Regions from separate parts of the Sus scrofa genome. Here all the other regions are linked to region 3. A link is a contact called in public HiChIP or PLAC-seq data. All regions are on one chromosome and are shown on one strand. The core of a region is the stretch at or near the end of the contact, and the rest is flanking DNA. Distances in the headings are between cores, read along the strand shown. Region 1 holds the start of PTS (6-pyruvoyl tetrahydrobiopterin synthase). Region 2 holds the start of TEX12 (testis-expressed protein 12). Region 3 holds the start of DIXDC1 (dixin). Region 4 overlaps BCO2 (beta,beta-carotene 9',10'-oxygenase).

Region 1 (3,264 bases), core at 356-2,855, 250 kb before region 3:
TCGTGGCTCAGGGAAATGAATCTGACTAGCATCCATGAGGACACAGGTTCAATCCCTGGCCTAGGGCTCAGTGGGTTAAGGATGTGGCAGTGCCATGAGCTGTGCTGTAGGTTGAGATGCGGCTCAGATCTGGCATTGCTGTGGCTGTGGTGTAGGCCAGCAGCTACGGCTCTGATTTGACCCCTAGGCCTGGGAACCTCCAAATGCCACAGGTGTGGCCCTAAAGACAAAAATAATAATAATAAAAATAAAATAAAATTACGATACTCAGCGTATGTTCTAAACAGAGAACAATTTTCTCAACGGATTTTTATATTTATACCTGTCCAATCAACAGTGCATCTGCAAGGAGGCTCTACAACCCTCACATGTTTGAGCTTCCTATTAAATAACCCCTTTCTCTGTGAGACACTATTACTTTCCTCATTCTCTCCTGCTCACCCACTTCTTACATTCCACGTGCCACAATTCACAAAGCTTCTGCACAAAATTACCTCACTCTACCCTCCAAAAAATTGGCCAGTTTGTACATTCCAGAAGTAAGGCTAAGACAGGTCTTGATCACTGCTGCATGCCTGTTACCTAGCCCAAGACCTGACAAAAAATACCTGTCCTGTGAATGAATGCATCAATCCTCTTAGGTAGAAATTATTATCCTGGTTTCACAGAGGAGGAAACAGATGCTCAGAGAGTGGAGCCTTCTACTAAGTGGCAAATATCCCCTCAAAATCAACTCTTCAATTCGACCCAGCAGTCTGAGTACTCTGGGTTCAATCCCAACTGTGCTGCTTGCCAATGCTCCTGACATAACAGCAGCTAACATGAACTGAGTGTTTACGATGTGCCGGGTACCGCGTAACGTGGGCGAGCTCAACTCCTTTGAAGGTCACAGCGACCCTCTAAGCTAAATTAGAGCAATCCGAGGGACCAAGAAGTACGTTCAGGTCGCAGAGCCAGCGAGAGGACCCTCCGGGCTGCGTACCCTGGGCCGTCGCCCTCCGCAGTCACTGCACAGCCCCTCTGGAGCCTGGTCAACTCGCTATCACGGCTCTTAGGTGGTCGACGAGGCCCGGCGGCCCTAAGAAGGCACCCAGCGCCCCCGCCCCGCCGCGCGCCCCCGCCCCGCCGCGCGCCCCCGCCCCGCCGCGCGCCCCCGCCCCCGCCGCGCGCCCCCCCGCCCCGCCGCCGCGCGCCCCCGCCCCGCCGCGCGCCCCGCCTATTCAACGTAGGGTACCCCGGCCGACCCCCGACGTCCGGGCGCCAGGCCCTCCTAGGCCCAGGCCTCGAAGGCCCCGCCCTCGCTACTCTCACCGTGGGCACACCCACCTGTGGAGCCGATGGGACGCGCTGAAGGACGCGAGGCGGGACACTCGCGCCCGCCGGTGGGGGCCTGAGTCAGCGTCGCTCCTCATTCCGCCCGCGAGGCAAGGCCGAGCCTCCTGCCCCGGGGCCGCCGCCTGCCTGGGGGAATGGGCGGGGCCTCCCTCCGCGGCTGCGCAGTGCGGCAGGCGCCCCGGAAGCGCCCTGCGGCTGAGCTCCCTCTGCCGGCTTGGAGGCCGCACCGGGCTTTCCGTTATCTCGGGAGAGCAAGAGCTCACAGAGCTGGGCGTGCCTTAGAGTAGATGGGGTCTGGTGGCCTTCATTTTTCTGTCCGCTAAACCTGAGGCCACGTCGTGCAGTTAGGGTGCGCGTGGGCCTACTTTGAATCAGGGAGGGACTTCATTGAGCCGCCCTTCCCACTCGCTTCTGGAAAGCCCAGGGTTACGGTGTAAACCTCCAGTGGCAGGATGAGATGAGTCCCAGGACCAGTCTACTTATAGCTTAAAAGGCGGAGAAATTTGAGGGCACGTGTAGGACCACGTGGTCTTCAGAACCGATATTACCTTTGGACTGTTTGGAACAAAGGGGAGTTCTCAAGCTGTCCTTATCGTCCACATTCCTGCATGGACCCATTTATCACTTGGTTGCCACAGTGTAAGCACATGCACCCATGAACATACACACATTAGCAATTTTCTGTTCACCGCAGACACCTCGGAGTGATAGGATCTTGTTTCCTCACATCTACTCCTAAGGAGTGATCAAACTACTTAGAGTTGCCAGCATGCACCATGTCATCTCTTGCCTCCCTTCATCCTTTCATTAGTTACCGAGTGTGTACTATGTTGCTGGCATGTTCCAGGCACTGGAAATAGATAAAATCATGGGCATGGCAGAAATATAAGCCCCAATGATTTCTCTCAAATGTCTCCTGTCTCCAGCTATATATGTTGTTCATTCTGCATTATCGTTATTATTAATATGTTATGTAGCAAATATTCCTCACACATTTTCAAGTTTTTTCTCCTCTCCTCCACTGGACTGTAAAAGAACTTTGAATAATTATAAACCAGAGTTTTGTTTTGTTTTGTTTTTTGTCTTTTGTCCTTTTTTTAGGGCCGCACCTGCGGCACATGGAGGTTCCCAGGCTAGGGGTCTAATCAGAGCTGTTGCCAAGGGCCTATGCCACAGCCACAGCAACACAGCATCCAAGCCATATCTATGGCCTACACCACAGTTCACGGCAATGCCAGATCCTTAACCCATTGAGGGAGGCCAGGGATCGAACCGCAACCTCATGGTTCCTAGTCAGATTCATTTCCGCTGTGCCACGATGGGAACTCCAAACCAGAGATTTTTGAGGTAGAGACCCAAAATCTAACTCAGTCCTCTCACAGATAAGAAAATACAGGCCTACTATAAATGAATTACTTACCCAAGATCACTTATAATGTAAACAGTGTTCCCCCAGGCACTGACTACATCATAGATACTCTAACGATTACACAAATGCCTCACTTGTTTCAAAAACGATTTAAAGAATCAAAATAAAATTTTAAAAGGGTATAATTTTGGAGAAATTGCTGTTTGCTTTAATAAAAATCATTGCATTTGCAGAATTTTTGCTCTATTTTATTAAAGTCGATTCTATATAAAGGCACTCACCAAATTTACCCTCAGTCACACTGCTACAGATTGAATTGTACCCCCCCCCCAGAATATGGTTTTATTTGGAAATAGTATCTTTGCAGACGTGGTTAAGACGGGTCACTAGGGAGCCCCCTAATCCCTTTCCCCTCACTTGTATACTCCCTTTCCTTGAGTCTCAGGACATTGCCCAGTGGTAAGTTGGACTCAGGGAGAGGAAGAGGCCCTGCCTAAGCTTTATGTCTCAGTCATATGCTCAATTTCCAGAACTTTCTGCTGTACCTAGACTATAAAGTA
Region 2 (3,129 bases), core at 436-2,935, 200 kb before region 3:
ATGTTGAAACAGTCCATCTAATTCAATCTCATCTTTTGCAGATGTGAAAACAGGGACAGAGACAATTGACCAAATTCAAACATGTTAAACTAGGTCAGACTGGAACCAAGATCTCTTCTAGTCTAAAAGAGACTTCTGGGAGTTCCCATCGTGGCTCAGTGGTTAACGAATCCGACTAGGAACCACAAGGTTGCGAGTTCGATCTCTGGCCTTGCTCAGTGGGTTAAGGATCCCGCGTTGCTATGGGCTGTGGTGCAGGTCGCAGAGGCTGCTCGGATCCCATGTTGCTGTGGCTCTGACCTAGGCTGGTGTCTACATCTCCGATTAGACCCCTAGCCTGGGAATCTCCATATGCCTGGGGAGCAGCTCTAGAAAAGGCAAAAATAAATAAATTAAATAAAATAAAAGAGACTTTTGGGAGTTTTAACTGTGGCACAGTGGGTTAATGATCTTACGTGTCTCTGTGGAGACTCTGTCCTGGCCCAGCGCAGTGAGCTAAGGGATCTGACATTGCCAAAGCTGCAGCATGTAAGTCACAGCTGTGGCCCAGGATTAGATTCCTGGCCTGGGAACTTCCATATACTGCAGGTGCAGCTGAAAAAGTAAGTACTAGGGGAGTTCCCGTCGTGGCGCAGTGGTTAACGAATCCGACTAGGAACCATGAGGTTGCGGGTTCGGTCCCTGCCCTTGCTCAGTGGGTTAACCATCCGGCGTTGCCAAGAGCTGTGGTGTAGGTTGCAGACGCGGTTCGGATCCTGCGTTGCTGTGGCTCTGGCGTAGGCCAGTGGCTACATCTCCGATTGGACCCCTAGCCTGGGAACCTCTATATGCCGCGGGAGCGGCCCAAAGAAATAGCAAAAAAAAAAAAAGACAAAAAAATAAATTAATTAATTAATTAAATAAAAAGTAAGTACTAGAATAGAATATGTAGTAATATGTAGAAAACTCTACACACGCACATTAGTGCTCCCTCTTGGGAAGTTGGAGAATATTTCAGAGAAGCCAACATGAGAGCTGTTCTACACTCTCTTCCCCTTTTTCTCTTCCCTTTTCTTTTTACACCTCTTCTTGCCTGTCTCAAAGTAACAGAACGTTAATGTATCAAATCAAAACTTTCCTAATTACGTAAGTCAACTTCTGTAAAAACAGAGGTAATTCAACTTCTGTGAAAACAGAAGTTTTAATTTTTCTGTCATAGCTACGGTCCTCAGATGAATCCTGGTCTGGTCAACGGGCTGGGCCTCGGCCTGCGACAAGCACCTGCACGGCCGCAGACCCGGCCTTGCAATCATCCCCAAGTATGGGCTCTTGGCCTCGTCCAATCGTTTTCTCCTCGGCTTCTCTTCCCCTGACGCTACCTCGGGCCCCTCAGATCATCCCACCTACCTGGGTCCTCACTTCCCGCTCCGGCTCCCTCTCCCTCTCCTCCCCACTAGCCTTTCGGTCTCATCAGAGACCTGGGAGGAAGCGCCCACCTGCTCTCACTACCTTGCTTCACAGCCAGGCACACTCCCATGGGCGCTCAGCCCCAGAGCCGCACCCCAAGACCGGCCTACCGTTCCGTGGGGGCACCTTCCTCGTCAGCTAAAACGCGGGAAGAGGCCAGCGTGGGTGCGCAGGCTCAAGGCAGCAGCTTTCCCGATGGGCAGCGCGGCAGGTCACGTGACACGTCGCCTCCCCGCTGCCACGGGGAGGGGGTCTTTCTCCCAATGTGCCTCCCGGCTTGGCGTCTCGGTAAAGGAAACTCTCTCCCAGCCTCCCACTGAGTTTCTGGGGAAGAAGGGGGAAATCTGATCTAAGACTGGTTTCTCAAGAAAGACCAAGAAAGAACTACCAGAGGAAGGCCGGGGTGTGTTCTGGTCTCTTGGAACCTCAGAAAAGAAGCACAAGATGGTAGTACCCCACTACCACTTTCCAAGTGAAAGATACAGCCTGGTCCAGATGGTTTGTTTGTTGCAAGAAGTGTTTAAACCTGAGTCCCCCCTGGCCGGACCAGACACTTGTAGATCTAGAGTCTTGGTTTCTTACCTCTTCATATTTGGTGCAATTCAACTTTTGGAATCACAGCGAACATATCCTTCTTGATGTGTCAGTAAGTTTAGTCGACATCATTGGCAGCTTTCAAAACATATTTTGTAACACGCATGACTCACATATTTAAAGTTTAGCCTCATTGGGAGCTTTAATATGGTGCCTTTGACCACAATGGCAAGGATAGGCATTCTGCACTTACGCCCAGTTAGTTGTGGAAGAAAATAAAAAGTATATCATCTCATAAAACAAAGGTCAATAACACTTCCCAGACATTCCAGGTCAGTTATCTTACACCTTAGCAAACTAACACATACATATTATTGTTTTTTCCTTTGGGGTTTATTTAAATGGCAGTTGTTAAAAAGACTTGTAAGGATTGTGTGTATATGTTTATTTGTAGGCTGTTGTTGAAAGAGCCAACTTCTTCAAGTAAACTTTTAGAAAAAAGTACTTGGTTTAACTTCAGTTGTGCTATGCTTGTGAAATATAAGTCATTTAATAACTACACTTGATGATTATGGTGCAGTTACTGATCATCTATAGAACATTCCATTCACTAAGGACTGCTGACAATCTATTGAAATTTTCCGTTTGTGATAAAAGTAAGGAAAAAGGTAATGAGTTTTGTATAAAGCTAATGTGTTCCATTTATTTATTTATTTATTTATTTATTTATTTATTTATGGTCTCACAGGCATGCAGAAGTTCCTGGGCAAGGAATCATACCTGAGCCACAGAGTGATAAATTGGGGTCCATAACCACTAGGCCACCAGGGAACTCCCTGCATCACTTTAAAAGACTGTCTCTTAGGTACAGTGTCCTTCCTAAATTTTGGGGTGTTAAGGTGTTCTCTCAAGAAATAAAAATATTAAACGTTTTAGTTTTTAATGCCCTTACTTGGTAAAGTGTACAGTTATCCACTCAGTGTCTGTCTCTTCTTCATCACTATCATTACTGTTATTATTCTTTTATGGCATATGGAGGTTCCCAGGCTATGGGGCAAATCAGAGCTACAGCTGCCGGCCTACGCCACAGCCACAGCAATCAGGATCTGAGCTGCTGCATTTTTGACCTACACCACAGCCCATGGCAAT
Region 3 (2,993 bases), core at 425-2,924:
GCTGCAGAGCTTCTTAATTAAAAACAGCTATTAAGGAAAGAGCCTGCTGTGCAGATGTAGAAAGAAAATCTTATACACAAATTCATGAGAATGGCTACCTCTGGGGAAAAGGCCAGGATGGCAGGGGCGGCCAAAGCACTCAGTCTTGCCTGTGAGGTTCATCATCATGAAGAGAATGGATTCATATGTTAACTGTTTAATTAAAAACTGACTTTAAAAAATATTACACGTTTAGAATGGATAGGCAATGAGGTCCTGCTATATAGCACAGGGAACTATATCCAATCATTTGTGATAGAACATGATGGAAGATATAGGAGATAAAGGATGTATATATGTATAACTGGGTCAATATGCTGTACAGCAGAAATTGGCACAACATTGTAAATCAACTATAATAAAAAAAATCTTTAAAAAACGCCATAAAGGGAAGAGAGGGAGAGGTGGAAAGAAAAAGAGGGAGAAAGGAAGAAAGACAACCAACCATCTACCTCTCCTTGTAAGGGATGCTGGGATAAGGCAACCCACCGGGTGGGGCTCAGAAGCCATGGAGGACATCGGAGCCAACCACAAGGGACAAAGGTCTTAAACCCAAATGGTCTGGGTCACTAGAAAAGAAAACTGGATAAACACCAGAATTCTGAGAGAAAAGCAAGTGAAGAGAAAAAGACTGTCCGCCAGCCCTAGCCCACACTGCCTGTCCGACTGAGGCCCTAGGTCCCCCCTCTCACACCGAAAGGGGCAAACCCCAGCTCCCCTGAATCAGGCCCAGAAACCTCTCTCTCCTCTTAGGTCCCTCTGCCAAGCAGGCTGGTGGTTGGGGGGAATGCACTGCCCTGGATTTAGAAAGTGATGTGAACACGAAGTGGGCACTTCCTGCGGACCACCTACTCCTCCTGCCCTTGCTCAAACTTTCTACCAATGCATGCCACCTCCTTTGGCTCACCCACTTACTCCTCAAACAGAAGGAGCACCTCTGCCATATAGTCATGGGCTTCCCTGGGGATGTCCTGCGGGCAAAGCCCAGAGAGGGATGAGACCACTTCTTCTGGAAGGAGATGACCTCAGAATTCGTGGTCCTGTCTTCTGGGCACAGGCAAGCTACCAGGGAACGTCATTGCCCAGCTTGGCTGGAAGCAGTCGGCCCTTTTGATCCCTCCGGGTTCACCAGGCTCCTCTGTACTGTACCCACCCCCACCTTAGCTTGGGGTTCTGCAGGGGGTTGTTCTGGGTCCGGTAAGGATGCAGGCGGAGGAGGACCCCTTCCAGAGATGAGGCTGGAGGCGTTAAGGCAGGGGGAGCTGGGGAGTGGGAGGAGCAGTTACCTCATTGAAGCCCTCCTGCAGAACGTCCAGTAAGTTCCCCCGGGTCAAACAGGCTAGCATTGTTCCTGCCGGCCCCCCGGGCGGGGTCTCCGGGCCGGCGGCCGCCGCCTCCTCCTCCCCGTGCACACAAAGACTCCCGGCTCAGCTCATTGGGATGTCTCCGGAGTCCCGCATGCCACTTACTGGAAACCCAGACCCGGGCCAAACTAGCGGCCTCCACTGGGCATGCTCGCACCGGGGATCTGCAGGAGGGGCCCCGCGCTGTCGCGGTTCCTATAGAAACTGCTGGGCGCGCACCAGGCGGAGGGGCGCTGGCTGGGGGCCCCCTGCCCGGCGTGCGTCAGGGAGAGCCCCGCGCCGCGCGCACACACGCACACGCACACGCTCACACACCGGGCCGGGGGTCGGGCGTGGGGAGCGGCGGCGTATGTGCCTGCGCTGCAGACACACACATACAGCAGGGCTGCTGGAGCGTGCGCGCCCCCCCGCCCCCCGCCCCAATACACACGGACGCACAGGGGGTATGGCTGCGTGTGGATGCCCTACACACACACACACACACACACACACACACACACACTCTTTCTCTCTCTCTCTCTCTCCTCTCTCTCTCTCTCTCTCTATCTCTTTCTCTGATGGCTAAAGAACTCAAGCTCCCCACCACAAGGCAAGGTGGCTGGGAAGGGGAGTGAATCATAGATTTTTACTCCCAGACTAGCTTTTTAACCCCCAGCAACCTTTTCCCATATGGGGCCTGGACAGTGAGGTTAGGCTAAAGAAGGGGTATCAAGAAGGGACAGACACAAAGAGAGGGTAGAGCGCTTTAGTTATTGATGTTATTGGGGTACATTTAATAAAGTGGTGCTAAACCAATCACAGGATCAAAATAGGGACATCAAGGGTAAACCAAGGATGAAGAAGTCTTTACCAAAAAAGTTTCTTTCTTTTGAAAATAAGCGCTAAAATGTGAAACCATATTTTAAATGAGTTTTAACTTAATTAAATGGGTTTTAATGAAAATAATTGTACAATGTCCTGGTGCACTGGAAAGGGTTAGGTAAGAGCTTCCTCAAACAAACAGAGAGCTCTTCCCCTTTGTTTCTGGTTATTCCAGTCACAGTCTTGATTATTTATTTTTAAAAATACTAGTCATCTGTGTCCTTGGTGCACACTCTTGTTTCTATAGGAAAACTGGAAGCTGAAAGAACACCCATATTATGTTACACCTCGTGATCCCAGATGGGAGGGAAGGGTTTACTGGGTGTTAAGGCTCAGAGAAGGTCAGGCCTTGCCCAAGGACACAGCTGGTTAGTGAGAGACTGTTTGAGAAGTTAGGACTCTATTTTTTCTTTCTTCTTTTTTGCTTTTTAGGGCTGCACCTGTGGCATATAGAAGTTCCCAGGCCAGGGGTCCAATCAGAGCTGCAGTTGCCAGCCTACACCACAGCCACGGCAATGCAGGATCCAAGTCGTATCTGTGACCTACACTGCAGCTCACAGCAACACCAGATCCTTAACCCACTGAGCGAGGCCAGGGATCAAACCCACATCCTCATGGGTACTAGTTAGATTTGTTTCCACTGCTCCACAACAGGAACTCCAGAAGTTAGGACTCTACAGGAGTGATTTTCCAAAGGCACAGATTCCCTCCTCAAATCCCCATTAGTAC
Region 4 (3,158 bases), core at 562-3,061, 220 kb before region 3:
TACTAGATTCCAGATATAAGGGTTATCATATGGTATTTGTCTTTTTCTGGCTTATTTCACTTAGTATGAGAGTCTCTAGTTCCATCCATGTTGCTGCAAATGACATTATTTTGATCTTTTTATGGCTGAGTAGTAGTCCATTGTGTATATGTACCACATCTTCTTAATCCATTCATCTGCCAGTGGACATTTAGGTTGTTTCTATGTCTTGGCTATTGTGAATAGTGCTGCAATGAACATATGGGTGCATGCGTCTTTTTCAAGGAAAGTTTCGTCCAGATATATGCCCAAGAGTGGGATTGCTGGGTCATGTGGTAGTCTATAATCTTTTTTGTTGCTATTGTAAATGAGAGGGTTTTTTTTCTACCATTATTTCCTTTAACTGGTTGTTGTTTGTGTATATGAAGGCCACTGATTTTAGTATGTTAATTTTACATCCTGTTACCTCCTCACCTTTTAATTATTTGCATTATTTTGTTTATTTCCCTATGGTTTTCCAGGTTTACTATGATATAATCAGCATTACTTTAATAATCCTTGTGCCTCTAATTAATTTCTTTAGTCTAATTGTACTGGTTACACCTTGTAAAACAGTAGTAGAAACAAGTAGCCATCCATCCCTTATTCCTGCTTTAGAAAAAATAATTGTAGTATTACTGATTTTAGGACGAAGATTAAAATACATTTATATATGGTGTGTGGATATGTGTATATACACACATATATATAAACATATGTATATACAAATATAATGTGTGTATACACATATATATATACATATATATACAAAATCATGTTAAGAAACTATTTCTCAAATCCATTTTCCTGAGTATTTTTATGAGGAATGGCTGTTAAATTTTGACAAAAGTTTTGTTACCGTTTATGGAGAAAATCAATTATGATTATGATTACTTTTCCTGAGATCTATTCATATGGTACATGACATTAGTGGATTTCCAAATAAGAGTAATGAACCTACCTTGCATTCTTGGAATAAATCCTATATGATCTTAGTGAATTATATATATATATGTGGGTATGTATTAATTAATTTATTTATTTATTTTACAGCTGCATTCATGGCATATAGAATTCTGGAGCCAGGGACTGAATTTGAGCTATAGCTGCAACCTATGCCACAGCTGCAGCAGTGCCAGATACTTTAACCTACTGCACTGGGCTGGGAATCCAACTCATGCCTCTGCAGCTACCTGAACCACTACAGCTAGGTTCTTAACCCACTGCACCACAGCAGCAACTCCAATTATATTTTTAAGGTAGTTGAATTCTGTTTGTTAACGAAATGTTTATTGTATTATATTAGTACAATATATTTGGTACTTTTTCTTTTTTTTAACAACTTTATCATATATAGATATCAGTATTATACTTGCCTCATAAAAAGAATTGGGAAATTTCCTTTCATTCCCGATCCTCTGATTGAAAGCACTGGAACTACCTGATATTCAAAGGTTTAGTAGAATTTCCCTGGGAAGTAATCTGTGCCTGGTGCTTTTTTCCCCCCTGTTTTTGGCTGCCCCACAGCACATGGTCCAGGGATCAGATCCAAGCCACAGTTTCAACCTACACCACAGGTGCAGCAACATCAGACCCTTTAACTCACTGTGCAGGGCTGGGGATCGAACCTGTGTCCTGGTGCTGCAGAGATACTGCCAATAACCCTTGCCCCACAGTGGGAACTTCCCCAGTGTTTTTTTTAAGAGGTAATTTCTCAGTAAGTTTCTTGTTTTCCTCTAGAGAAATTGGTTGTTTAAACTTTCTACCTCTATCAATTTGGTAATCTGTATTTCCCCAGGAAATGATCCATTTCCTTGAGGTTTTCAAATGTATTTGCATAGAGGCCCACAAAGTCTGTTGTAATTTTAGGTCTATTTCAATGGCTTCTTTCTTACTGTCATTTCTTATTTTGCATATTTATGCTTTCTCTCTTTTTTCTTCTTGATAACATTAGCTGGTGGTTTCTTACTCTAGTTTGGTGATTTTTTTCAAAAAAATATTAAAAACGAAAGTATTCTAAAAACAATAGAATATCATTGCTAAGCCAGTCTAAATTCCACTAAGACGATGGAACATAGAGACAACAATACCCTAAGTGTAAACTCAGAAGATCAGTTTCCTCACTTAAGATATTTCATATTCTTTTCTATCCTTCTTATTTTTCTTTATCACCCCACATTGTTGACTCACACTGAGCTGTTAAGTAAAACCCCTAATTTTTATCACATTCTACTGTTAAGCCAATATCTTCCATCTTCATTCCTCTACACTGGTTTTCTTGATTCATATTCACCTTTAATAAATTTCAACGTGGAGTTCCCATCATGGTGCAGCAGAAACAAATCTGACTATGAACCATGAGGTTGTGGTTCAATCTCTGGCCTTGCTCAGAGGGTTAAGGATCCAGCATTGCCATGAGCTGTGGTATAGGCTGCAGACGTGGTTCGGATCTGGCATTGCTGTGGCTGTGGAGTAGGCCACCAGCAACAGCTCCGATTAGACCCCTGGCCTGAGAACCGCCATATGCCACAGGTGCAGCCCTAAAAAAAAGACAGAAAAACAAAACAAAAAAAAATTTCAACGTGTTAGATTCCATCTTACAAGATCTTTCTACACTCTGTCATTCCATACATTCATTTATTCAAATCAACCAACATTTCTGGAGTCCCTACTATTTGCCAAGCATGTGTCCAGCCCAACAATTATAGGCATATAAATAACTATAATACAAAGTGATTATCACAACTATGGAGAAGTATTAAGAAAAAAAAACACAAGTTATGCACAGAAGGAGCAAGAGGAAGAAGGATATGGACATCAGGGAAGTGTCAAGAGGGAAAAAAGATGTTTGTATGATTCTTTAAGGATGCTTGTCAGCTGGAGAAGAGAAAAGGGCATCCTGGGGGGAGGTGATTAAAAAAAAAAAAAAAGGAAGAGCCTAAATGAATATGGTATCTTGGAGGACTAGCTAGTCAACAAATGAGTGTGTGGACAGAGCAGTCGGCAGCAGGCAGTGAGGATGGAGAAATAAAATAGGTCAGCACAAGAACTACCAGAACTTAAACTTAAGTCTTAAAGAACTTCAACAGAAAAGCATGGAGTTTTGAAACAGGAGAGTGAAACTGGGAGATCTGTATTGT

The links. HiChIP or PLAC-seq counts read pairs in DNA pulled down with a chosen protein or histone mark.
Region 1: a contact with region 3 is called in an H3K27ac HiChIP or PLAC-seq map of alveolar macrophages. The contact joins the promoter of PTS here to the promoter of DIXDC1 in region 3. A contact is called at or near these places in 1 of 5 promoter capture datasets (liver), 1 of 47 Hi-C or Micro-C datasets (blood) and 1 of 2 datasets of contacts at active chromatin or transcription factors (alveolar macrophages).
Region 2: a contact with region 3 is called in an H3K27ac HiChIP or PLAC-seq map of alveolar macrophages. The contact joins the promoter of TEX12 here to the promoter of DIXDC1 in region 3. A contact is called at or near these places in 5 of 47 Hi-C or Micro-C datasets (alveolar macrophages, blood and liver) and 1 of 2 datasets of contacts at active chromatin or transcription factors (alveolar macrophages).
Region 4: an H3K27ac HiChIP or PLAC-seq map of alveolar macrophages shows a contact between it and region 3. The contact joins the enhancer-like site here to the promoter of DIXDC1 in region 3. A contact is called at or near these places in 4 of 5 promoter capture datasets (fetal liver, fetal skeletal muscle and liver), 12 of 47 Hi-C or Micro-C datasets (alveolar macrophages, blood, embryonic fibroblasts and 4 more) and 2 of 2 datasets of contacts at active chromatin or transcription factors (alveolar macrophages and skeletal muscle).

The regions. Positions count from the first base shown.
Region 1 is chr9:39,918,498-39,921,761 of Sscrofa11.1, reverse strand. It overlaps PTS (6-pyruvoyl tetrahydrobiopterin synthase), which reads right to left and starts at 1,605. Exons shown (of 6, transcript XM_005667339.3): 1 at 1,327-1,605. The coding sequence starts at 1,412.
Region 2 is chr9:39,862,649-39,865,777 of Sscrofa11.1, reverse strand. TEX12 (testis-expressed protein 12) reads right to left here and starts at 1,685. Exons shown (of 5, transcript XM_005667333.3): 1 at 1,557-1,685. It overlaps BCO2 (beta,beta-carotene 9',10'-oxygenase), which reads right to left and starts at 1,642. Exons shown (of 12, transcript XM_013979374.2): 1 at 1,557-1,642.
Region 3 is chr9:39,665,135-39,668,127 of Sscrofa11.1, reverse strand. It overlaps DIXDC1 (dixin), which reads right to left and starts at 1,674. Exons shown (of 23, transcript XM_003129869.5): 1 at 1,326-1,674. The coding sequence starts at 1,385.
Region 4 is chr9:39,883,909-39,887,066 of Sscrofa11.1, reverse strand. All of the region lies in intron 2 of BCO2 (beta,beta-carotene 9',10'-oxygenase), which reads right to left. Among named protein-coding and RNA genes, the nearest start is that of BCO2, 21 kb to the right of the region's middle. Within about 2 kb of position 1,811, at least 2 of the 83 cell types and tissues checked have an H3K27ac peak or open chromatin away from gene starts, as enhancers often do. A contact at or near this core is called in alveolar macrophages, where this site is marked.